4 separate regions of the Mus musculus genome follow, and regions 2, 3 and 4 are each linked to region 1. The links are chromatin contacts, called in public promoter capture Hi-C maps. All regions are on one chromosome and are shown on one strand. The core of a region is the stretch at or near the end of the contact, and the rest is flanking DNA. Distances in the headings are between cores, read along the strand shown.

Region 1 (5,597 bases), core at 1,234-3,733:
CCTCCCCAAGTGTCACGTGGGCTCTGGGAATGGAGTCAGGAGGACGAGAGGCCAAGAATCAGTCTGGTGGGTGGAGATTGTGGAGGGGGAGGGACAGGGGGACAAAGTAGGGAGGACTTACCAATGAATGCAATGGCCTCCGGAAAGAACTGGGACAGATTCTGGCTCCAATGGTCAGAGATGGGGATCTGCTTGTAGTGGAAGTCACCATTCTTCTCAAAGAGGTTAGGAAGGTTGGGGGTGACATTGAGGATATAGCGGATGCCAAGCTTGGCCAGGCTCTCCAAATTGGCTGAATCTCGAGCACTGCCTAGGTAGAGATTGGGCAGGATCTGGACTGGGAAGGGTGGTAGCAGCCCAGCTGGAGGGGATGTGGTGTTCTCAGAATCTAGGCCACAGCTCAAGGTGTCACGGTCAGCCTCAGACTCTGCATCAGAGAAATCAGAGCTCAAGCACAGGCCACCTAGCCCCACCACAGGCACTGGGCTAGACATTGAGCCCAGGCCTGAGCCGGCACGACCACTGAAGCTGGTTTCACACAGGTGAGGACACTCGGCCTGGAACTTGCTGAAGCCACCTGTCAGGAAAGAAGGGCGAGGTCTTACTAGTTAATATAGCCTCTGGGCAGCCAAGTATCCCTAGCTGGGGCTAGGGAGCTGACACCACACAGCTCTCCGGGGTGGGGGTTGCAGATATTGCCAAAGGGAACGCATAAGCCAGCAGATTTGTTTAAACCACATGTGCTGTGCTATAGACAGCCATCCACCCTCACTCAGCATTAGTGACTGTTTCTTTGGCTGATAAGTGCCCAATGCAGCCCTTAGTCTTGGGGCATTATCCTGTGAACCAGGTTGTTTCAGGTCAATTCTCCCCATTATCCAGACTTATAAATGGGCTTGGAGGGATGAAGGACTTGCCCAAGGTCACGGTCAGCTCTGCCTCCCCAAAAGCTGTTGGGCAGGTTATCAGGAGGGAGGCGCTTACCCTATATTTTAGACAAAATAAGATTGAGTTTGCTGAAGGATAAAGTAATTATGAAATCCCCTTGGAAAGAAGGATCTTTTCTCCTGACCTGAGGCCTCTCCAGAGTGCTCTCTCAGGCCACTGACCCTCACTTACCCTGTAGGTAGTATGCTGGGTAGCCTTCTTCCCGCAGCTTCTGGAGCAGGACGCCCAGCACCGAGTCAGCATCCCACTCTTCTTTGGCCTCCGCTTTGGCCTCCGCTTTAGCCTCCGCTTTGGCCTCCGCTTTGGCCTCCGCTTTGGCCTCCGCTTTAGCCTCCGCTTTGGCCTCCGCTTTGGCCTCCGCTTTAGCCTCCGCTTCGTTCTCCGCTTCAGCCTTAGGTTCGGCCTCCGCTTCAGCCTTAGGTTCGGCCTCCGCTTCAGCCTTAGGTTCGGCCTTCGCTTCAGCCTCCGCTGCTTCACGATGGCACTGGCCACTGCTACCCTGGTCGTACAGGAGCACAGGGGCCGGTGGGGGAGGCTGCAGTGGTGGCCCAGGCAAGAGCGACCGCACCGACATGCTCCCCCTCCGCAGGCGGCGCAGCATCAGCGAGGGCAGGGCCACGCTCAGCGCCCCGCAGATGCGCGCCGACTCATACAGCTCCCGGCTGCGGCAGTCCAGCAGCAGAAGCTGTGGGCGCGGGGACGACAGCTCCTGACGCAGCCACAGGCATGACCGACTCAGACTCTCCATGGTCGCGCAGCGTCCTGCACGTCGGGCAGTGGGTGCTGTGGAGAGAGGCAAGGCGCGGAGTGAGGGCAAGTTTGTCTCTACTCCTGCAGCGTGGATCAGGCTACTGAGGCGGGAAGTCAACCCCTGTCCTGAGGGCAGGCTTTCAGTGTCCCCGCAGGGACATTCCTCTACCGCCTGCTTCTCTCCTCGCGCTCCACCCACAGTGAGAACACCAAGGAAGGCGCCCCTGGAAAAAGACCCGAGGCTGCCGCCACTTGGGCGCTGCTCCCTGCCCCGCTTACATGGAGTTTTCGTGAGACATACCCCAGAAGATAGCTGGGCGTCTACCGGTCTCTGAAGTGCTAGGAGGACTAAAACCAGTTCCCTCCACACCCCTTTTCTGACTTTCTCATTTGCTCTGATCTCCATCACTCCCCAAGTTCAATTTTGGATGTGTGGAGAAGTTGGGTTCAAGGCCCGGCTCTCCTCTAAAGCCCGGAAGACCCAGAGAACAAGAGGGTCACCGAGGTTGTGGGCCTCGGCGAGTCCCGTAAGAGCTGACTCGGCCCCACTCCTACCCACCCCAGGAGAGAACAAAAGGAGAGACCTGGAGCGAGATCCAGAGGCAGGCGACTGCACCCGGACGTCCTGGCCACAGCTAGTGCCACGGCAGGGCGTAGGTATCGTTCATGGAGACGGATCCCCCAGGCTTGGGCGCTCGGAGAGGGCGGGGTGGTGGAGCAGGCTCGCACGTGGAAGCCAAGCCTCGCGCCACTCGTGCGCCGGCCGCTTCCTGGCAGCAGAATCCAGATTCCACCTTGGAAGGCTCTGCCTTCGGACCGACTAAGTAGCAGCTCAAAGGGGCGGGACGGGGCGGGGCGGTGGGGCGGGCTCAGGGAGCAGGAGAGCCAACCAGGGCTAAGGAAAAGCCTGGTGGGAGTTGCAAGCCGCAGGCTGAGCTAGGGCTTCCACCCAGGCGGGACAGGGTCAGGGCAGAGGCCAAGGGCAGGTCGGGGGCCCAGCAGGGGACATGTTGCAGTTGCCCCTGCTTGGCGCCAGTCTGGTCCCTGGAAGCAGGAAGAGGGGTGGGGACAAAAGCCCAGAGCCCCAGAACCAGAAACTGTCTCAAACAACTCAATAATGCTGAACTACCTGGAACTAGATGGCCCCCATCTGTATAATGGGCCAATCAGAGCCTTCTAATGTATTTTACTGTGAGATGCCACTAAAAAACTGAAGGCACAAGGCAGCTCCTGGGTGTGCTATTTCCATCTGGGCTTCATTTGTACAGGCCTAGCTAAAGGTACACAAGAATTCCGAGCACCCAACTCTAAACTGAGACACTGTGCTCTTATCAGGTGAAGAGGGGCGCCTCCCCAAAGCCTCTTTCCCATAAGCCCCTGGATGGATCCACGTGGAAAGAAGTCGTTTTACTGCAATATGTCCCCATCCCCATTCTCCTTCTGGCTTTTCTAGTGGTCATGACTATACAAGTCACTGTCCCAGTTTTTGAAACTTCAGCGTGTCTCCACCCTGCCCCATTCCAGAGCACCATTCAGTCCACTAAGGCTGGTGGCCTCCAGCCAGCCCACTGGACAGGTGATGAACAGGAAAGACACACAAGGGCTCTCCTTGCCTGGGTGTTCTAGTCCAGCAGGACACACTAACAATAAGCAAAGGCACTGGACCAGATATCGGGGTGATAAGTGCTGACAATGAAAGGAGAGGCAGGGGAGGCTTCTAAAAAAGCCCCATCTGGCCATGTGTCCTTTCTCTGCTAAAAGCCCAAGAAAAGCAAATAACAGTTTTAAAGGAAAACACACAACAGATAAGATAAAGCTCGCACAAAATAATCAAAGGGTTAAGACCCCGTAGATAAATGGGTAAGGAACTCAAGGACTGCATACTCTGCCCAAAGGAAGGAATGTGATGGGGTAAGAATATATGGGGAAAGGTTGAAGCTCAGGCATGGAAGGAAAGCCAATTCAAAAAAATAGGGAAATACTTCCCAGTCACTACATTAGTAGAATGTTCTCAAAATGAGAACGCCAAGTGTTGGCAAGAGCTGACTGGGGCTTGATTATGTTGTGGACAAGTTAGTGGTGGCATGAGGCCATGGATGCAGACAGCTGAAGAGACAGTATCTTACCCTCCCAATCCTGGAGGTTGTGTACTTGGAGGGAGGATCTCCAACAAGAGGGAAATACTGGTATTCCCAGAAATCTAGCTGTGCTCTCCGGAGTAGGCTTTCTAGAGGAAGTGATAGGAACTGCCCTGGAGGATGAGCATGGGAGAGAGGCACCTCTCCATGAAGGTACGGGGAGCCTAGGCATCAATAACCCGTTCCACTCCTGTCCACACCTGAAGAATATTTTCCCTACACCTAGTCCCAGGCGCCTGCTGGCAAGGCCCCAATTCTAGCATAGGATAGGAGAGGATGACTGATGCTCCGTCTCCAAAGTCAGTGCTCAGTGCCCAACGCATGCCTCGTTGCAGTGCCAGCAAACTGGACAAATGGGAACCTGTTGCCACCCCCGCACTGCAGGGTTCGGTGCAGCCAAGGCCTCCCCTCGCCTGCCTCTACTAACACCTCCCCCCCCTGCCCCGCAGCCTCTGCTGGAGCTCTGGCCCCGCCCCTCTCCTGCTTCTGGATTCTCAGGCGGACAGGATTTGGGGAAGGCTGCTGCACGTGGGGCCCTTCCCGTCCCACTTTGGCGGGTGGAGTCAGGCGAAGCACTCATCACTCGCCTCAGGGTGGGCGGTGAGCCCACTGTCGCCCACGCTGGGGGCCCCAGGGCTTCCGACTGGCCAGCCCAACGAACCTCCCCCCACCAGGTCCACTGCGTGCTGTGGGCGCTCTCAGGTCCCCCAGATGCCCGAACGGCACTGCTCGCAGCAAAATGCGCGATTCCCGCCCGGCCCAGTGGCAGGATTTCAGTTGTCGCTACCCGGTCACATGGCCCGTAGCGCAACTCCCAGAGACAACGTTTCGACCAAATGCAGTGTCTTTTCCATAAAACCCACTTTCCGCTGAGAATGGCCTTATGATTTTCCTAGTAGAGCTCCTCGCGGGACTGAGAGCTCCTCCAAGGCAGGAACCGGTGTGTGCCCAGTCCCAAGCTGACCTGAGACTCCCCAGTGAGGGACTAGTACACGCTCCGGGTGCTTGCAGAAGAAATGCTCATTAACAAAGAAGGCATGAATGAATGAAACTAATTGTTGCCCGGAGGAGCCCAGGAGGGTGCTGCTCCTGCTTTCTCCTTCCACCTAGCACACACTCCTCCCAGACACTCACAAGCACACGTGCACACATAGCACTCCATAAAGCATACACGCAGGTTGGGATACACATAGTGTATGTTGAGTCTTACAGAAACAGCCCACTATACGCTGGACCCCTTTGGTCCCAGCTAGGCCTCCAATCTCTCTCTCTCTCTCTCCTCTTCTCTTCTCTTCTTCCACCCCCGCGGCCCCTTGCCTCCACATCTAAGTACTGTACCTTGAGCCTCAAGTGCCTTCTTTATTTCTTAGAGAAGAGGTCAAATCAGTTTCTGGGGAATCTCAAGGCCTTTTAGGGAGGCACCTGGAGGGGTGTCCCAAGCTAGTGAGCCACTGCCTTGCAGGGATGCCACCAAATGCTGCAGCCTTTAGAGCCTGTGTGCCAGGTGTTGGCGGTGGGAGGGACTCAGAGACATGGAGGGGGAGTTGAGGGCTAGTTGCGATGGGGACGGAGCAGGATGCTAAATTCCTAGCAATCCAGCAGGTGTTTCTGTATGTTGGGGTGTTGGGGGTGCTGGAGGTGTCCTTCTGGGGACTGGGGAGTGTCAACCGCTGGGGTATGCATTTGTGTTATTAGTGGGTGGATTACAGTGTTTCTGGACTGTCGGAAAGTGGGTGAGTTCTGTAATGGGCATATGGGGAG
Region 2 (5,597 bases), core at 1,576-4,075, 380 kb before region 1:
CACGCGGTTTCATTTTATTTTTGTAAGTTTTTTAATACATGTGAAAGCAAAGAATACTCAGCATGCCTTTCTAAGTGATGCGTTTGCACCTTTTGTTGGGAAGTACTGTATCCTGTGCTGTTAGCATTCTCGATAAATCTCTCTGTGAAAGTGACTCAAGGTCTGGGCTTTCATTATAAGTCACCAGTCCCCTCCAGCTCACCTGACAGCATGATATGTTTGATTCAGCTATCCCTGAACCCCAGTAGCCTCTCTCAGGATAGGTGTGGGAGGGTAGGGAAGCCTATTTCATATACTGGCATCCTCCTTAGTTTGCTCTGTGTCAATATTTTTCAAGCATACTACACCAGCATTCGACAGGAAGGCCTGACACAAGTGTGCCTAGAGCATAGCTTCCCTCTCCTGACCAGTGTGGCAGGGGCAGCTGCTAGGTCCTGGTGTGCCATAGTGTTAACACTTTCCTCCCAACTATGAGGAACTGCCCAAAGGGAGTCCTTGTGTCACTGGTTTCCTGTAAGAATATGAGCCTTCTGCAGCCACCTACTCCATAGGTTGATATGGCCTGGAGGAGAGGATAATGGCATGTCACAAATAATTGTGAGCATACCTAGAAGCTATCTTGAAGTTCTGGCCTCAAATGTTACATGAAAGGATTGATGATTCAACCTATAGACATGGAGAATACACTGAGTACCAGGTGTGTACCAGACACTGAGAGTCCCCCGTCCATAAAAAGGACCAAATCCCTGCCCATAGAGTTTAACATATATACACATGATAATTTTGGATAATGGAGTTGGCACATCTTAATATAGACTGACCCATGAGAAACCACTGGAAGCTCAGCATATGGTTAACCTCTTGGGTTGTTTTGGTTTTAGTCAGGGTCCAACTTCTACTCTAGGCTGGCCTGGAACTGAGTATGTAGGGTGATCTGCCTCAGCCTCCCAAGTGCTGGAATTACAGATATGAGCCACCATGCCAAGCTTTGTTTTATAATAAGGTCTCACTGTGTAGCTCTGGCTGACCTGGAACTATGCATTGTAAACCAAGCTGCCCTTGAAATTTTAGTTATCTTCCTACCTCTGATTCTAGAGTTCTGGGATTACAGGTATGCACCACCACATCTAGTTTGACCTCATCTTGAGAGTGGCCACAATTACTGTGGCTTCAAAGAAGAGGCCCCAGTGGGAGCCAGCCATGGATCTTGTGTAGACCTTTCTGAAGACATACTATAAGTTCCTTAGAGGTCAGGCTAGTGAGAGAGAACCCTTTGTAGTTAGGATTGATATGACAAAAAGTGTTTGTTGGGGAAACTGGTCAGGAGAAGAAAGCTGCCGCTTTACAAGCATGCTTTCAGCTGGCCAAACAAGGAATACCAAGTTGCTGCCTGTGGATCATCCCTGGGCAGTGAGAAGTGAGAAAAGTTTAGAGGTACAGAACTCCAGCAAGCTCAAGGTGTGTTCAAGAGAGGAGCTGGGTTTAGGAAGTTTTCCCCACAGCTGTTTATGTTCAATCTTATCAGGAATGGCTACAGCAGGGGTGTATATGCAAACTCAATTTCAGAACAGAATAAGTTCTTTTCAGGACACCTACTAAACAGGGTTTGGGTTTTTTGTTTGTTTTGTTTTTTGTTTGTTTGTTTTTTTCAGGTTTGGTCTTGATCTGAGGTAGGGTTGCACTTTGTATCCCTGGCTGACCTGGAACTTAAACCATGCTAACCTCAAATTCACAGAGATTCACTTGCCTTTGTTTTCTGGGTGCAGGAATTAAAGGGGTGTACCACCAAGCCCAACATCTAAAGAGTTCTATCTGGCTTAAGGCTGTTGGTGTATATAAGTTCAGGTGGGTGGACAGAGGCTGGCTATGCCATCTTCCTAACAGCTCTTTTAAAGAGCTGGGCTTTAGTGATTTGTACTTGAGGAAGACCACCTGAGCAGGGAGCACTATCCAAGCCATACAGTCTGTGCAGGTGAGTGGCAATGGCTAATGCTAAGAGTAGTGCACTCATATGAAGAGGACTTCAGAGAGCATAATGAGAAAGTAGTGTGCGCTGAGATGTGTGTCATAGTGACCAAAAAGGCCAAAGAAAACCCTGAATGGAGAACAGTAGAGGAATAGGCAAGAGACACTCATTCATGTGGCTAAAGGTCACAACAGGTGGTATCACCAACAACTACTCTAGAAAGGGGTAGGAGAAGCTGCTAGACCCTACTATCCTTATGGAGAGAAGTGCAAACTAAGATAAAAGTGTGACAGAAAAAGGAAAGGGACATTTAGAGCCGAACACCATGTGTATGTTAAGAGACATAAATGTGTTAGTTGGAAAGCTAATTAGAATCCTGCACAGGCAGATTCTGTGATCTAACACTTGCTGGCCCAGCTGCTGGAAGGTTCCTGGGGGCGTGGTGGGGGCATGGAGATCTAGCACACAAGCAGTAGCATGGTATACACTCTTCCAGACCATTCTCAGGGCATCCATCCTTATCACCAAATGACTACAGTCTGCCAGAGGGCCATTTTGTTACCCATATTTAACCCTGACTGACCAACAATTTGGCTGGCTCTCAAACTGCTCCCCAACTAAAGCGAGGGTAGCCTCTCCGTGACTTTCACCAGGCTTGGCATAAACTGCCTTTGTAGAACATCGTGTAAAAACATCGTGCCCTTTGTCTCTAGAACTGGAAGTCATTCTTCATCCTGTTCAGCCCTATTCAGATGTTTGTGTAGGACCACAGACCTCGGTTCTCCCATTAGGGACTCCCTCCTACGTAGCAGAGCTCCTTCCCCGCGTCAAGGGCGGCGCGGGACGCCCCCGTGTGGCGGAAGGCCGCGGAGGGCAAGATGGCGGCGGGTCGAGCGCCGCCTCTTCCGCCCGGCCGGGTGTCGCACGAGGCCGGCCTGAAGGGGAAGTGAGTCAGTGTCCGCGGACCCGGCCCGCTAAGGCCCGCGCCCGCCGAGGCCCCGAGAGGCCTCGGCCCGGGGGCGGCGGCGGCGGCCATGGCCGGGGGGCCGGGCCCCGGGGAGCCTGTGGTTCCAGGCGCCCAGCACTTCTTGTACGAGGTGCCACCCTGGGTTATGTGCCGCTTCTACAAAGTGATGGACGCCCTGGAGCCCGCCGACTGGTGCCAGTTCGGTGGGTGACGGCAGGCCGGCGTGGGGTGGTGGACTCAGGCTTCTGGAGCTGAAGCCTGATGTTCCCCATCCCGCAGCGGCCTTGATCGTGCGCGACCAGACAGAGCTGCGGCTGTGCGAGCGCTCCGAGCAGCGCACAGCCAGTGTTCTGTGGCCCTGGATCAACCGCAACGCGCGCGTAGCTGACCTCGTTCACATCCTCACGCACCTGCAGCTGCTGCGTGCGAGGGACATCATCACAGCCTGTGAGCGAGCATAGCCCCAGGGACCCTAGGGATGGGAACCCAAGAGGGGTGACGGGTACAGAGTTTCCTGAGACAGGGAACCATATGGGAACTCCCCCCCCCCCACCCCTTCACTTAGAGATAGAGAGCTCTGAGTCACAACCCTCCTTTCCTTCCTTGTTATCCCAGGGCACCCTCCTGCCCCCGTTGTGCCCCCAAGCACCGCTGCCCCAAGGCCCAGCAGCATCTCTGCAGGCTCTGAGGCCGGGGACTGGAGCCCCCGGAAATTGCAGTCCTCTGCCTCCACCTTCCTCTCCCCAGGTAAAAAGAACCCGGGTGTTGGGCTTGATATGCCTGAGGAAAAGGCCACCATGACTGCTGACATGGCTGTAGACTGCTGCTGGTCTCTGCCTCTCACTGCCATCTTTATGAAGCTTTTCCAGGCTCCCAGACCCATTCTGAGTCAGAGCTCCTCCAGGTTCCACTCCCTGTTTCCCTCGGGCCACCACTACCATCTTCAGCCCCTTCCTCCACCAAGGTAGGTGTCTCTTAACCCCCAGGGAATTTTCCAGACAAAGAGGAAGAAACTTAACCTTTGGTGTACCACAGAGCCCAAATCAGCACAGCCAGGTCATCTGAGAGACAACTAGTGTTGAAGGGAGCTTTCAACCTGGACCAAAGGGAATAGATAGGGTCCTCGCCTGGTCCATGGTCTCTTCCAGCAGTCAAGCCCAGAGAGCCCAGTGTCTGGCCTCCAAAGAGCCCATCCCTCCCCGTTTTGCTGGCCCTTCTGTGAGATTTCCCAAGGCACCTGCAACTTCTCTGAAGAACTCAGGATTGGAGAGGGTGGTTTTGGATGTGTGTACCGAGCAGTCATGAGAAATACTACATATGCTGTGAAGAGACTGAAGGAGGTAGGTGTAACATTGGGGTAGACACCTGGAAGACAATCTATCAGTCCTTATTTGTCTAGTTCCTCCCTCCATCAGCCCCTCACTTCTGCAGTCTCCAGCCTCCCCAAGCAATTCCTTCAAGGACCCCAAGCCTTCCATAGATTTGGGCCTGGAAACAACTGGCAAGCTTGGCTCATGTCACCTACTTTCCCTACCTCTTACCCCACCATGCCTGGGGCTACAGGAAGCTGACCTAGAGTGGACTATGGTGAAACAGAGCTTCTTAACAGAGGTGGAACAGCTATCAAGGTGAGCCTTGGGGGTCCCTCCTGTCTAGGGGCACAAGGTGAGCCACACCACGGCCTCATCAGTCTTTAGGACTGCACAACACAAGATCTGGCTCCCTTGGGCCCTCAAGGCCTGGCCTGGCATGGGTGAGGGAACATCAAGTGCTGCCTACCTAGCCTGGCCTGATGAAAAGTAGTAGAACCCAGAAAATTAAAGAACTCAGACTCCACTCTTTATAACAGGTTTCGTCACCCAAATATCGTAGACTTTGCTGGCTACTGTGCAGAGAGTGGCTTATACTGCCTTGTTTATGGCTTCTTGCCCAATGGCTCCTTGGAGGATCAGCTCCACCTTCAGGTAGTCCTTGCTGATCTGGCACCTTTATTGGCATAGCCCCTTAGCCTGTGTCAGGCAGGACTTGGGCTTCTGGCTCCCCCTCAAACTCAAGATTTGGCCCAGGGTTTTCTTTCTTCCTTTTTACTGGCTTGATTGTTTGAGACAATACCTCACTACCCAGCTCAGGCTAGCCTCAAGCTGGCAATTCTTCTGCGTCAGCCTGCTCTATGCTAGAGTTACATTACACTCAGCTTGGCCCAAGATTTTCCATACAATTCTTTCCTCTGTCCTCTCCCCACTGTTCCTCTATTGGGAGTTATTGGCTTTGCAAGCAGAGTAGCTAAAGGATTTAGTATTTAGTCCACATATAGCTCTTGAGGAATGAGGACCAGTGGAGACAGGCTGTCAGACTGAACCCAAGCTTGAGCCATGCCTGAATGTCATACTCACAAGCCACCACATATACAGGATAAGAGCTTCCTTCTCAAACTGTTTTGAGAGAGGAGAGGGAGAAGGGCACCAGCACTTTCTGTTAGGTAGAGCTGAGCCCATCACATTTTGTCTTGAGTCCTGTGAAATGTTCCTAGCTGGTATCCCAGCTGTAGAGTGCTTGCCAAAACCTTCGGTATAGCTTTAGCTACCACTTGCTCGTGAATTAGGTCATAGACAGTCTTACTCCTCATTCTCCAGAGGCTCAGAATAAAGCTTGCCCCAAGCCGCA
Region 3 (5,597 bases), core at 812-3,311, 300 kb after region 1:
AAGTACTGAGTGGACCCAGGGGCTACAGGTGCTCCTGGCCTTTATGTTCCCAAAGGAACGTGGCAGGCCAGAAAGTGGGCAAGAGGCCCATGGCCCCATCTTGTGCTGTGAAATCTGGCTGCTACTCAAAAGTGCAGAATCCTAAAAGGCCAAAAGGGATGACTGTCTTACCAGGAAAATCTGTTTCTCTTAGAATATTTGTGTCAGTGTGTATCTTTTTCTGTATGTGTGGGTGGGAAGGCATCTGCTTTCTCTGTTTTGCCTAGGCACCTGTCTCTGTTGAAGTTTCCCTCTTTATTCCATTCTATAAAAAGCCAGAAAGTAGAGCAGAAGGGGATTTTATATTGTTTGTTATGTTTAATCGAGGGAAGGTTTATGTTCCCATTTCTCCAATACCGTGACATCTTTCTAAAATTCAAAATAAAATTTAGAATCATTGAGGGTACACCATCTGGATTTAAAATATCCCAAACTGGGAGTGTGGTGAGATGCTATGCAGCTGCACTGGGCCATCTAAGGGGCCCAGATAGTTTTACAAGGGCTGGATCACTGTTAGAAACCAGGCTAATGATTCAGTGAAAATTCTAGTGGTAGAGCCACAGGTCTGGGTGGCTGTACAGAATTACTATCTTTCAACATGCAGACATAGATTGAACCTGTTTAGAATTTGGATACGCCCCCACATCTCATATCAGACAGCTTTCCTACCCAGGAACTTCCTTCTCAGGCTATGCTGGTGGTTAGATTTCTGACAAGAGAACTCACACTATTTAGCTGATTTTTCCAAGGGGTCTATCATTAACAGGAGGCTAGAAATCACTGCTCTATGTGATTCTAAATACAGATTCAAGGCCACTATGGGGCAATGGACCAGACTGTCAGACACTGAATGTTGTTTCTATAATAATGTCCAATGGGAGAGGGGGTAAGGTAAGGTAAGTCCTACCAGGAGAGGTACTATTCCATTAGCCCCATTTGAAATTTTCTCCTAAAGGAAAATGTAGAGACCGAGATTTAAGAAGAAATGTTCCATTGACCAAGGAGACTGGAGAGGGTTGCCTGCCTCTGAGTCCAAATCTGGTTAGAGGGTATCAGCTGCACAGGGTGAGCCCTCTGGGAAGAGCGCCAGAAATGGGGGTGGGGGCACTGAAAAGGACCATGGGCTTTGGGCAGCAGGCAAGTGGGAGTATGCATGTGTGTAAAAAAAGACATGTAATTAATCACCCAAATATAGACTGGAGCAACCAGCAAAGGAGTTTAGAAGGGGGCAATGGAGTGGTGCCAGAAAATGTGGTTCCAAGGAGGGCCACCTTAAAAGGTCTCTTCATCTGGCGAGAATTCCCTTCTACACCCCCAAATTTCTGCCCCAGGAAACGTACCTGCTCCCGTGCAGTCACCACTCAAATGGAAAGGTAGATTCCCCTCCCCCCAGCCCCTAAGCAGATCCTTCTTCAGGGCCCCAGAGGCCCAACCCCTCCCCCCACACTAGGGGAAAGTCCCTTCAGCCCTAAAGACAGCCCCAAGGACTCCGAGTCGCTGGGGGCTGTGTGTGTGTGTCCACCCCCAGCTCCTGACCCGTCCCCAGTGCTTAGCATCCTCCAAAGAGCAACACAGGCCTCAACACATCCGCGATTCCCGCCTTGGACCGCTGCCCCCAGCCCTGCACTAGAAGGCCTCCGGGCCTCGCCATGCCCACCCACCGCCAAAGACCTTTTCTTTTGACCCCTGGTTTGCTCCAAGGCCCAGCAGCATCCCACTCTACGAAACGCTCCCTTCCCCTTATATTCTTCCGTGGTCCACGCATTCACACAGGCCTCCCAGCACAGCCTCCTGCCGCCCCACACGCTCTCTCGGCCACACATCCTTGCTCACGCACACAATCTCATGATCACTCGAGCTGCACATCCCTCCCATAGTCCGCACGCTCACCCGGCCCACGGCGCCTGACTCTGGGCCCTTGCAGAAGAAGAGCGGGCGCGTTGTAAGCAGGCCCGGCGTGGCAGGAAGCGCCACGGAGCCGCCAGTGCCTGGCGGAGCCCAGAAGCCCGGCAGCGCGTTTCCGGAGCCGGGGGCGCCGCCTGGGGTACTGAGATCGAAGCCCCGCCTCGGCCTCGGTCCCGCCCGGCCTGTCGGCTGCGATTGGCCTGAGAGGGGGGTGGGACAGAAGGGGGCATGTCTGGGGCGGGGTGAGGAGAGGAGGTGGGATAGATGAGACTAGGGGAGTAAAACTCATGAATCCTAAGTGATGAGTGTGGAACGAATGTAAAAACAAATAATGAATAAATAAATGAGCAAAATAAATTGTTAGTGGTGAAGACAATGAAGAAATTGACAAGGCCAGGGCCTTTAGAATGATGGTAGGGCTGGAGGAGGGCACTCAAGAAAAGAGTGCAGGGGTCGGAGTCCTTCTTAAAGTCAGACCTGAGCCCTGTCTATGCCAGACATCAAGAATACAACAGTGAACAAAACTAGACCCTAATGCCTATCTTAAGAGCCACACACCAGGCACTCCAGAGCTCCTGTGAGAGTACTGTAAGCGTATTAGGGACCACACAGCAATAAATAAACAGTAACCTGAATTTCAGAATGGCAGTTTATACCATGAATCCCAAAACAAGCGTCTTGGTTCAGATGTGTTGTAAGCAGCTGCCAATTCAACTTCACTGCTTTGCATTTGTGCATCCTTGGCAGCACAAGTAACTGTTTTCTTAAATATACTGTCTGGTTTCCCGAGGGAGGCACTAATAAACAAAGATCAATACAACATCTCCCGCCCCGAGAAGAGTGATGAGAACTTCACTCAGTATCCATCCAGGTGATGTTTGGAATGACCAGGAGGTGTGGAGGTGTGTGTGTGTGTGTGTGTGTGTGTGTATGCTTCTGTGACACTGCAGTATCTGTGGGCAAAAGCAACATCAAAGATAAACATCTATAATTTTGACATATCCAGTGTAAGAAAGGAAAGTCTGGTGCTGGAGAGATAACTCAGCCTGTAGAGTACTTGTCTTGCAAACCTGAGGACCTGTGAGGAACTTCACTTCCCAGTACCCATGTCAAAAACGAGAAGTCCACTTTTTTTTTTACTGTCCTTTTAATTTTCTGAGACAAAATTTGCTATCAGTAAAATGTATAAATCTATATGGTAAGTTTTGACAAATACCTTTCCTAAACCCCCCTCCAGACACAAACCATGATGAGAAGTCTGGAAAATTTCCAGTCCCATTGCACACATCCTATTTCAGCACAATTCCACAGGAACGCCACTATTCTAAAATTTCTCACTATCGACAGCCTATTTGAGTAATTAATTCCTGTTGCATGGGAATGAAATATATAGTATGTACTATTATCTACTACTCTGTCTGAATTCTTTCCTTTACTCTGATGCTTTTGGAATTCCTCTATATTGCTGAAATATATTTCCTTTCCTTTCATTGCTGAGTCATTTGCCATTGTACTTTACCATGTGGGCTGTTCCTAATTGGAATTGTTATTCACTATATGAACAGTGGTGTATATTTCTGAGTGAACATATGCTTTGTTTTTTTTTTCTGGAGTAAAAACCTGAAAGGGAGAATTTGCTACATAATAGGGTAGTTGTATGTATTATTAGCAACTGCCAGAATGTTTTTCAAAGTGGATACACAATTGAGACTCCTACCAGAAATGTGTGAGAGTTCATTTTATTTCTCATCCTCATCAACATTTGGGTTGCCAGCCTTTATTTTTATCCATTCAAGTGGGTGTGAGTGATTTCTGTGATCATTTCCTTGATGACTAATTACATTAAATATGTTTTATGTTTGAAGTGCTCATTTCTGTATCTTTCTTTGTAATGTGGCTGCTCAAATCATTTGCCTAACTCTACACAGTTTTGTGTGTGTGTGTGTGTGTGTGTTTGAAAATTAAACCATATGTGCTGGAATTTGACATACAAGAAATTGCATGTTTAAACTACGGTAATTGAACTGTGATTTAAGCACCATACTTCGGTAAGGTTTCATAAACATGCATGCAACTATGAAGTCTTCATCTAAATGAGGTCAATAGTGTTTCTATTATCCTCAAAGTTTCGTCAGCCCCTGCTAATCACTTTCTCCTTCTCCACTATGGCCAGGTAGCCAATGATTTGCTTAGTGTTCCCAAAGTTGTTTGTATTTCCTAGAGTTGTACATTGTACCCTGTTTGGTGGCTTCAGTCAACAATGTGATGATATTCTTAGTCTGTTGTGCGTCTACAATAAAACAGTCCAGAAATTGTCAATTTGATCTAATATATTAAGAAGTGAGAATTTCAAGAGATGCTACATGAATCAAAGATGTTTGTTTGTTGCTAATTTTTCTTGCTATCATCTCCAATAAAATATTGAACAAAAGGTATGAGAGTAGACATCCTGATTTTGGAAAGAAAGCATCCACCTTTTGATCTTAAGCATGCTATGACTTAAGAGTTTCTCACAGCTATTCATTGGCATGTTAAGAAGTTTGCCATCTTGTTTTCTGGGAGTTTAAAATAATTCTTTAAAAAATCTGCAGTGGGGCTGGAGAGATGGCACAGCAGCTAAAAGCAAAGCACTAACTGCTCTTCCAAAGGTCCTGAGTTCGAATCCCAGCAACCACATGGTGGCACACAACCATATGTAATGAGATCTGACGCCCTAAGATAACTACAGTGTACTTACATATAATAAGAAATAAATCTTTGGGCCAGGGCGAGCAGAGGTCCTGAGTTCAAATCCCAGCAACCACATGGTGACTCACAACCATTTGTAATGGGATCTGATGCTCTCTTCTGGGGTGTCTGAAGACAGCTACAGTGTACTTACATATAACAATAAATCTTTTTAAAAAATCTGCAGTGGTACTGGTTAGTTCATAATGTTGTTGCACCTACAGGGTTGCAGATCTCTTTAGCTCCTTGGATATTATAGTTGTTCCACCTGTAGGATTGCAGACCTCTTCAGCTCCTTGGGTATTTTCTCTAGCTCCTCCATTGGGGGCCCTGTGATCCATCCAATAGCTGACTGTGAGCATCCACTTCTGTGTTTGCTAGGCCCCGGCATAGTCTCACAAGAGACACCTATATCTGGGTCCTTTCAGCAAAATCTTGCTAGTGTATGCAATGGTGTCAGCGTTTGGAAGCTGATTATGGGGTGGATCCCTAGATATGGCAGTCTCTAGATGGTCCATCCTTTTGTCACAGCTCCAAACTTTGTCTCTGTAACTACATATGTATCAAAAGATGACCTAATCGGCCATCACTGGAAAGAGAGGCCCATTGGACACACAAACTTTATATGCCCCAGTACAGGGGAATGCCGGGGCCAAAAAAAATGGGAATGGGTGGGTAGGGAAGTGGGGGGAGGGTATGGGGGACTTTTGGGATAGCATTGGAAATGTAATTGAGGAAAATATGTAATAAATAAAAAAAATCTGCAGTGGATGTTGGAGTTTCTCAAATGTTTATGTTGCAATTACTGAGCTAATTATCCAGTTCTTCCTTTCTTCATTTGTTAATAAATTGAATTACATTTTGATTTGTATTTCCTTGAGCAACTTTCGTCATGGTGTGCAACCCTTTAACACTTTAAAAGTCAC
Region 4 (5,597 bases), core at 1,143-3,642, 270 kb before region 1:
CATGGATGTTCATGATCATCCGTAATTCCAGAATCTGGAGATTCTGATGCACACATACAAGTTACACATACATATACACATAAAATTAAATGAAGAAATCTCATTTTTTTTTTTAAAAAAAAGCCAAAAAGGAACAGGCCAGGTATGCTGGCACACGTCTTTAATCCCAGCACTTGGGAGGCAGAGGCAGACTGAGGCCAGCCTGGTCTCCATAGTAAGTTCCAGAACAGCCAGACCTACATAGTGAGACCCTGTTTCCAAACAAAAGGAACAAGAGCTAAAGGAACAGAAGCAGTTTCACTCATGGCTTCAGATGCCAAGCAAGTGTCCCGAAAACAGCCAGTCACTAAGTTTTCTGTTTTGCTTTTCACTCAGTTTCATGCAAAGGGCTGAATGGGGCACCGTTCAGATTTCTGGATTAAGGACTAAGAATATTTGAAGGCTAGTTCAGTAGCCATTTCTTGTGTGCCTGAATCCTGGTCTGGCTCTGCTGCTTGGATGGGTGACTTCTAAGGATTAGTTAAGGGTCAGAAAGAAGGGAAGACAGGTAGGGTGGGTTGCTTTAACTAATAAAGGCATTGGTGCCTGATTTACTTTAGTATGAGGCACTCTTGAAATAAATGTCCTGACAAAGCAAGTTCATAAGGATGGATGTTCATTCATGTGCTATGAGAACGATACAGGCTTGCTTACCTTGGTGGAAGATTCCAACATTGCTACTTCTGAGACCAGCTTCTGGAAGTCCAGGACTTGGGCTTGCCAACATTTAGCTAGCTTCTAGACCATTTCTTCAAGGTTCTGTGAGCACCAACAGCATCTTAGAGAAGGGCTTTGGTATTGGGAGCAAATGGAGATCAAGAACAAGATTGAACTTGGGAGGCAGAGGCAGGTGGATTTCTGAGTTCGAGGCCAAACTGGTCTACAGAGTGAGTTCTAGGACAGCCAGGGCTACACAGAGAAACCCTGTCTCGAAAAACCAAAAAAAAAAAAACCAAAAACGAAACAACAACAACAAAAAAAAACCAAGATTGAAGCTGGTGAGATGGCTCAGTGATAAGAGCTTTGACTGCTCTTCCAAAGGTCTTGAGTTCAAATCCCAGCAACCACGTGGTGGCTCATAACCATCAGTGATGTGATCTGATGCCCTCTTCTGGTGTGTCGAAGACAGCTACAGTGTACTCACATATAACAATAAATAAATCTTAAAAAAAAAAAAAAAAGATTGAACACAGTTGAAAGTCCAGAACAGTCTTCCCTCCTGCCAAATCTCCATGTCAGGCTTACAAGTGCTCACATGCACTTTGACATCCATGCATGTAAGTACAGGTGTGGATGCCCTTGTATTAGTACCTTCAAGCATGTTTTGTAAGTTATCTTGCCTATCGCCCACAGTCTGTATACCCCAGGGCTTTCTCTCCAATGAACTAAAGACAGATGGCTTGTCACCTGCCTCCTGCCTTCCTAATTGACTAGAAGAGCCTGCTGTGGTTGTGCACATATGCAATCCTAGCCCTTGGGACAGAGGCAGAGTTTGAGTCCAGCCTGGATTGTGTAAAGCCAACCAGGGCTACAAAGTGAAGCCTTGTGAATGAGACAAAACAAAACATGACAAATTAATAAGTAGATCTTGCCTTATGACTTAGAGTTGATGGGGGTGAATAAAATCACCATCATCCTTGGATAAAGGAGGCAGTAGGAGTTGTTTCTAGGCTGGTTCAAAGCCCCCACTGGTATAGGTCCCTACAGGTGCAAGATGGAAGGGAAAAGAGACAAAAATAATCTCTTCCGGCAGCAGGAAGTGGTAACTACCTATGGGGAAATGAGGCTAGTTCTTTCCTTTGGGGCTGAGTAGAAGGGGAACTGTAGCTGAACCCCGCTCCCTCCCCCTCAGGGGGCCCAGGGAGAGCATAAGCCTACAACTTCCCATTCAGCTGTCTGAACTCCCATAGGCCTCACTATGGGCTATGACTCTGGAAGGAGGGTGGCATCTGATGTCCAGGAAGGCTTCAGAGGCAGACCACCTAGGAGCCTGGAGCAGCTATGGTGCCATTGTCCATTAGTATTGAGGGCTAGTGGCCATAGGGGTGTTGTCTGACAATGGGAACCACAGATAGGTTTCTGCAGATAATGAGGAACAGCAGCAGGTGGTCCCAGACATGTTGAGGTTGTCTTGCATTGCTGCTTTATGTTGACTCTTTGGGCTCAAGGTATCTAGGTAGAGGAGCAACTTGTCTCAAGAGAGATGAGCCTGAAAAGGGGTGCCTAGACTTTCAGAGGCCCACCCGGGCAGTGCCAGGTCCAAGTCGCCCCGCCCCTCCGGGGACTGTGCTGGGGGCGGGGCTGGCGGGGCGGGGCCCGCGGAGGGTGCTGGCCTTGGCGCCCCTAGTCCCTGCACTTGGCGGTCTCGCCTCGCTTCCGCGTGGGAGCATTGGGACTCGAAGTCGCGAACGGCCTTGGGCCATGGCGGCGCACGGGAAGTTGCGGCGGGAGCGGGGGCTACAACCTGAGTATGACGCACAGGTCAAAGGTGAGAGGGTGCTTTAGTCCTGGTTTACAGGGGAGACCCCAAGTGTCCGCTGCTGATCTCAGGGGTGCCTGGAGCAGGGTGGAGAAGGGAGTCCAAGCCCTGCTTCTTGAAGCCTCTTTGGCCTCAACTGCCTGCCCAAGCCCTCCCTCTCGCCTCCTTAGCCAACTTGGGTCGCCTGTTGCTCACTCAGGCAGCAATGACTGTGGTAGCCCGAGGGAAGGACAGACTGAGAGGGTGGCTTTCTAGTTGGAGTATAATGGGCCACTTTGACTTTGTTGGTAGCCTGACACCTCACTCTTAACACCACTAGAATCTATGAATTCTTAGCACCTTCACCTCCCTTTGGCACTGTATTAGCTTGCAGGTTTAGGGTGGTTGGTCTTGGGTCAAGCTAGGAGACTGAATATGGGTTAGAGAAATTCAACTGGGATGGCTTTACAGCCTTAGGCTATTAGACCTCTGGATTTGGGCAAACACTTCTATGCAAATCACATGCAAATGAGCTTTGTGAGTTCTTTGCTGACAGCTTCATTTCTTCAGGGTGTGGTAGGTAACTCTTTCACAGGAAAGGAGGCAGTGTCTAACCTCCCTCACCCCCACCCCCACCCCCACTTGCTTGTTGCTTCCAGATATCTTGGCTCTCTTCCTATTTCCAAAGACTTTGGATACAAACACAGTGACTTACCTGTCACAGAGCACAATGGCTCATAAGAGAAGAAATAATATGATCCTTGGAGTTTTCCAACCTGTAGATGAAATTCCAATGTACTTATTTGGTGCAAGCAACTTATAACAAAGTGTATCTTCATGATGTGTTGCTGTTATAGTGGAGAGCATAACTGCCTTTGAAAGTTTGACCCAGACCTCCTCATCTTGGTGTCCAGAGGCAGCTTGAGGTGATTGCAGAGGGTGAGCCAGCAGATGGAGACAATGATTCCATCCTACTTCCTCAAAATGTCCTGAAGCCTAAGGACCTTGAAATGTCTTCAGTCAGCAAACACAGGCCGGTTAGTTCCCATCAAGAGAAATTGGAGTTTGGCCCTAGAATATCTTTTAAATGGCCCTTGCTCACTCAGGGTGTTCAGCCTTTGTGGCTATTATTTCTCACCAGCCTCCCTCAAAAGAAAGTCTTCCAATCATGCTGGAACAGGGGCACTGTTTTGGCACTCTAATTTCTAAAAGGTCGCATAGTCGTGGTTTGGAGGACAATGCATTCTGCTTTGCTGGTCAGCAGAAGTGAGAGTGAATGCCTGGCTCACAGGAAGTGCTAGGGGGCCTGGGTCCCAGCTTTGCAATGCAAATATGCAGGATTTCTCACTCTTTTTTGTCAACTGTTTGTTTGTTTGTTTGTGTGAGTAGGATTGGAGCTTGGTATGTACAGCAGGATAGTATTGAACTCATTATTTTATTCAGGCTGGCCTGGAACTTGCAACATCCCCTGCCTCAAACTTCCAGGGCTAGGAATGACAAGCATATGCCATCACACCCAGATTTTTTTTTTTTACTACATCTATTTTGCTGCAGCCTCTGTGACTCCCTTATTGTATATGAGAGAAGCAGTCCTTGCCCTTCTGAGGTTCACAGGTCTGAGGAGAGAAAAGCAGTAAACAACCAAGTGCACAGCTGATTTCATGTATGATAATAGCCACTACAAAGGACAACCAAGGTCCCAAGAGCACACTGGGGCTAGACAAGGGCCAGAGCTTGGTTGGGGATCAGGGTTTTTTGAGCTGAGATCTGAAAGCTCTGCTACAACCTGGAGTCTTGGAACAGCAGTTTCCTGCCTTCTGTGGACCTCAGATGCAGTTGGCTTGTAATCTATAGCTCTTTGACAGCAGCTGGTGTGCATGTTCGGAAGCAGAACTGCTATTGCTGTTACTGGAGAATCCACACAATAGTGTGATCTGCTGGTGCACTCAGCATTGTGCAGCTCTAATAGGTCCCTCCATGAGTAGCAAGCACATCCCTTCTGGAACACAGGACAGGCACTGTAAGGAAGGGCCTGTTGGGTCCTCTTGGGACCCTACTTGAACTTTAATTGCCATTCTTTAAACCCTGTTATTCTCATTTAGTGGAGATTTCCCCGATAGAAGTCAGCACTCATCCTAGCGAGTGGCTGGCACAGCCCACTTCAGAGACAGGAGACTGGTGGCAGTAACACTTGGTATTGTGGGCTCTGCTTTGCATTGGCTTCGGTGTTAGGAGTTTCCATACATACACACCAGTTCCCATCTGCCTAACTTGTACCCTTAATGGAAAATTAGCAATTTCAATGACCTGGTTAAAGGTGATCCCCAAAATCCACCCCCAAGGGAGTCCAGTGGGTGGTATAAAAGGCTGATGAGTGGGCCGTGCATGCAGCTGGAGAAGTCGGTATTACCATAGAGTGGAGTCTGAGAGCAGGCAGAAGACATACTGAGAAAGGAAATCAGATAGGAAGATGGGAGGTCTGGATAGGAAATACCTAACAAGGCTTTTCATCTCATAGCTCCAGGAAAGTCACTGTCAGGATAGAAGTCCACCCATTCTGATTTCTTTACAGGGGGTTTCTTTGAATAGATACTCCTGGGTCTTACCTTTCAGACTTGCTCTCTGAGTCCCAATGTCCACCATCTTTTCCTTAGACAAGTGAAATGTAGTAGCTGCTCCTTGGGCTCTATACAGTAGCTAGAGGGACCCTGAAAATGAAATGAGACCACTGTTTGGCTTATATCTCCTTGGGCATCCAGATGAGCATTCTAGACCACAAGCTTTAGGTCATCTGCTCCCTCCCAGATTCCTCCCACTTGCTTTTCGTATATATACTTTTAAAAATATTTTCTCTCTCTCTCTCTCTCTCTCTTTTGTTTTGTTTTTCGAGACAGGGTTTCTCTGTGCAGTCCTGCTATTTATTTATTTTTATGGATGAGTGTTCTGTCTGCATGCCAGAAGAGGGCATTGGAAATTATTATAGATAGTTGTGAGCCACCATATGGTTGCTGGGAATTGAACTCAGGACCACTGGAAGAGGTGCTTTTGTTTTTGTTTTTGTTTTTTTTGGGGGGGGTTGTTGTTGTTGTTGTTTTGAGAC

What was found. Promoter capture Hi-C pulls out the DNA fragments that hold promoters and counts their contacts.
Region 2: a contact with region 1 is called in a promoter capture Hi-C map of the SN4741 cell line, with 3 times the contacts expected there. The contact joins the promoter of Irak1 here to the promoter of Dusp9 in region 1. A contact is called at or near these places in 1 of 39 promoter capture datasets (the SN4741 cell line) and 1 of 9 other capture datasets (adipose tissue).
Region 3: a promoter capture Hi-C map of embryonic stem cells shows a contact between it and region 1, with 2.1 times the contacts expected there. The contact joins the promoter of Zfp275 here to the promoter of Dusp9 in region 1. A contact is called at or near these places in 6 of 39 promoter capture datasets (the 3T3-L1 cell line, the SN4741 cell line, embryonic stem cells and 2 more), 1 of 484 Hi-C or Micro-C datasets (embryonic stem cells) and 2 of 115 datasets of contacts at active chromatin or transcription factors (astrocytes and large pre-B cells).
Region 4: a promoter capture Hi-C map of embryonic stem cells shows a contact between it and region 1, with 5 times the contacts expected there. The contact joins the promoter of Arhgap4 here to the promoter of Dusp9 in region 1. A contact is called at or near these places in 4 of 39 promoter capture datasets (the SN4741 cell line, embryonic stem cells, hippocampal neurons and 1 more) and 1 of 9 other capture datasets (liver).

Annotation. Positions count from the first base shown.
Region 1 is chrX:73,636,327-73,641,923 of GRCm38.p6, reverse strand. Dusp9 (dual specificity phosphatase 9) reads right to left here and starts at 2,483. Exons shown (of 4, transcript NM_029352.3): 1 at 2,283-2,483; 2 at 1,120-1,731; 3 at 122-577. The coding sequence starts at 1,696.
Region 2 is chrX:74,021,149-74,026,745 of GRCm38.p6, reverse strand. It overlaps Irak1 (interleukin-1 receptor-associated kinase 1), which reads left to right and starts at 2,825. Exons shown (of 15, transcript NM_001177973.1): 1 at 2,825-3,136; 2 at 3,213-3,380; 3 at 3,549-3,680; 4 at 3,794-3,897; 5 at 4,082-4,273; 6 at 4,497-4,561; 7 at 4,783-4,897. The coding sequence starts at 3,001. It overlaps Mir5132 (microRNA 5132), which reads left to right and starts at 3,148; the gene lies at 3,148-3,218. Mir718 (microRNA 718) reads left to right here and starts at 2,810; the gene lies at 2,810-2,897. It overlaps Mecp2 (methyl CpG binding protein 2), which reads left to right. Exons shown (of 4, transcript NM_010788.4): 4 at 1-154.
Region 3 is chrX:73,339,084-73,344,680 of GRCm38.p6, reverse strand. It overlaps Zfp275 (zinc finger protein 275), which reads right to left and starts at 2,061. Exons shown (of 6, transcript NM_031494.2): 1 at 1,930-2,061.
Region 4 is chrX:73,908,093-73,913,689 of GRCm38.p6, reverse strand. Arhgap4 (Rho GTPase activating protein 4) reads left to right here and starts at 2,392. Exons shown (of 22, transcript NM_138630.2): 1 at 2,392-2,527. The coding sequence starts at 2,461.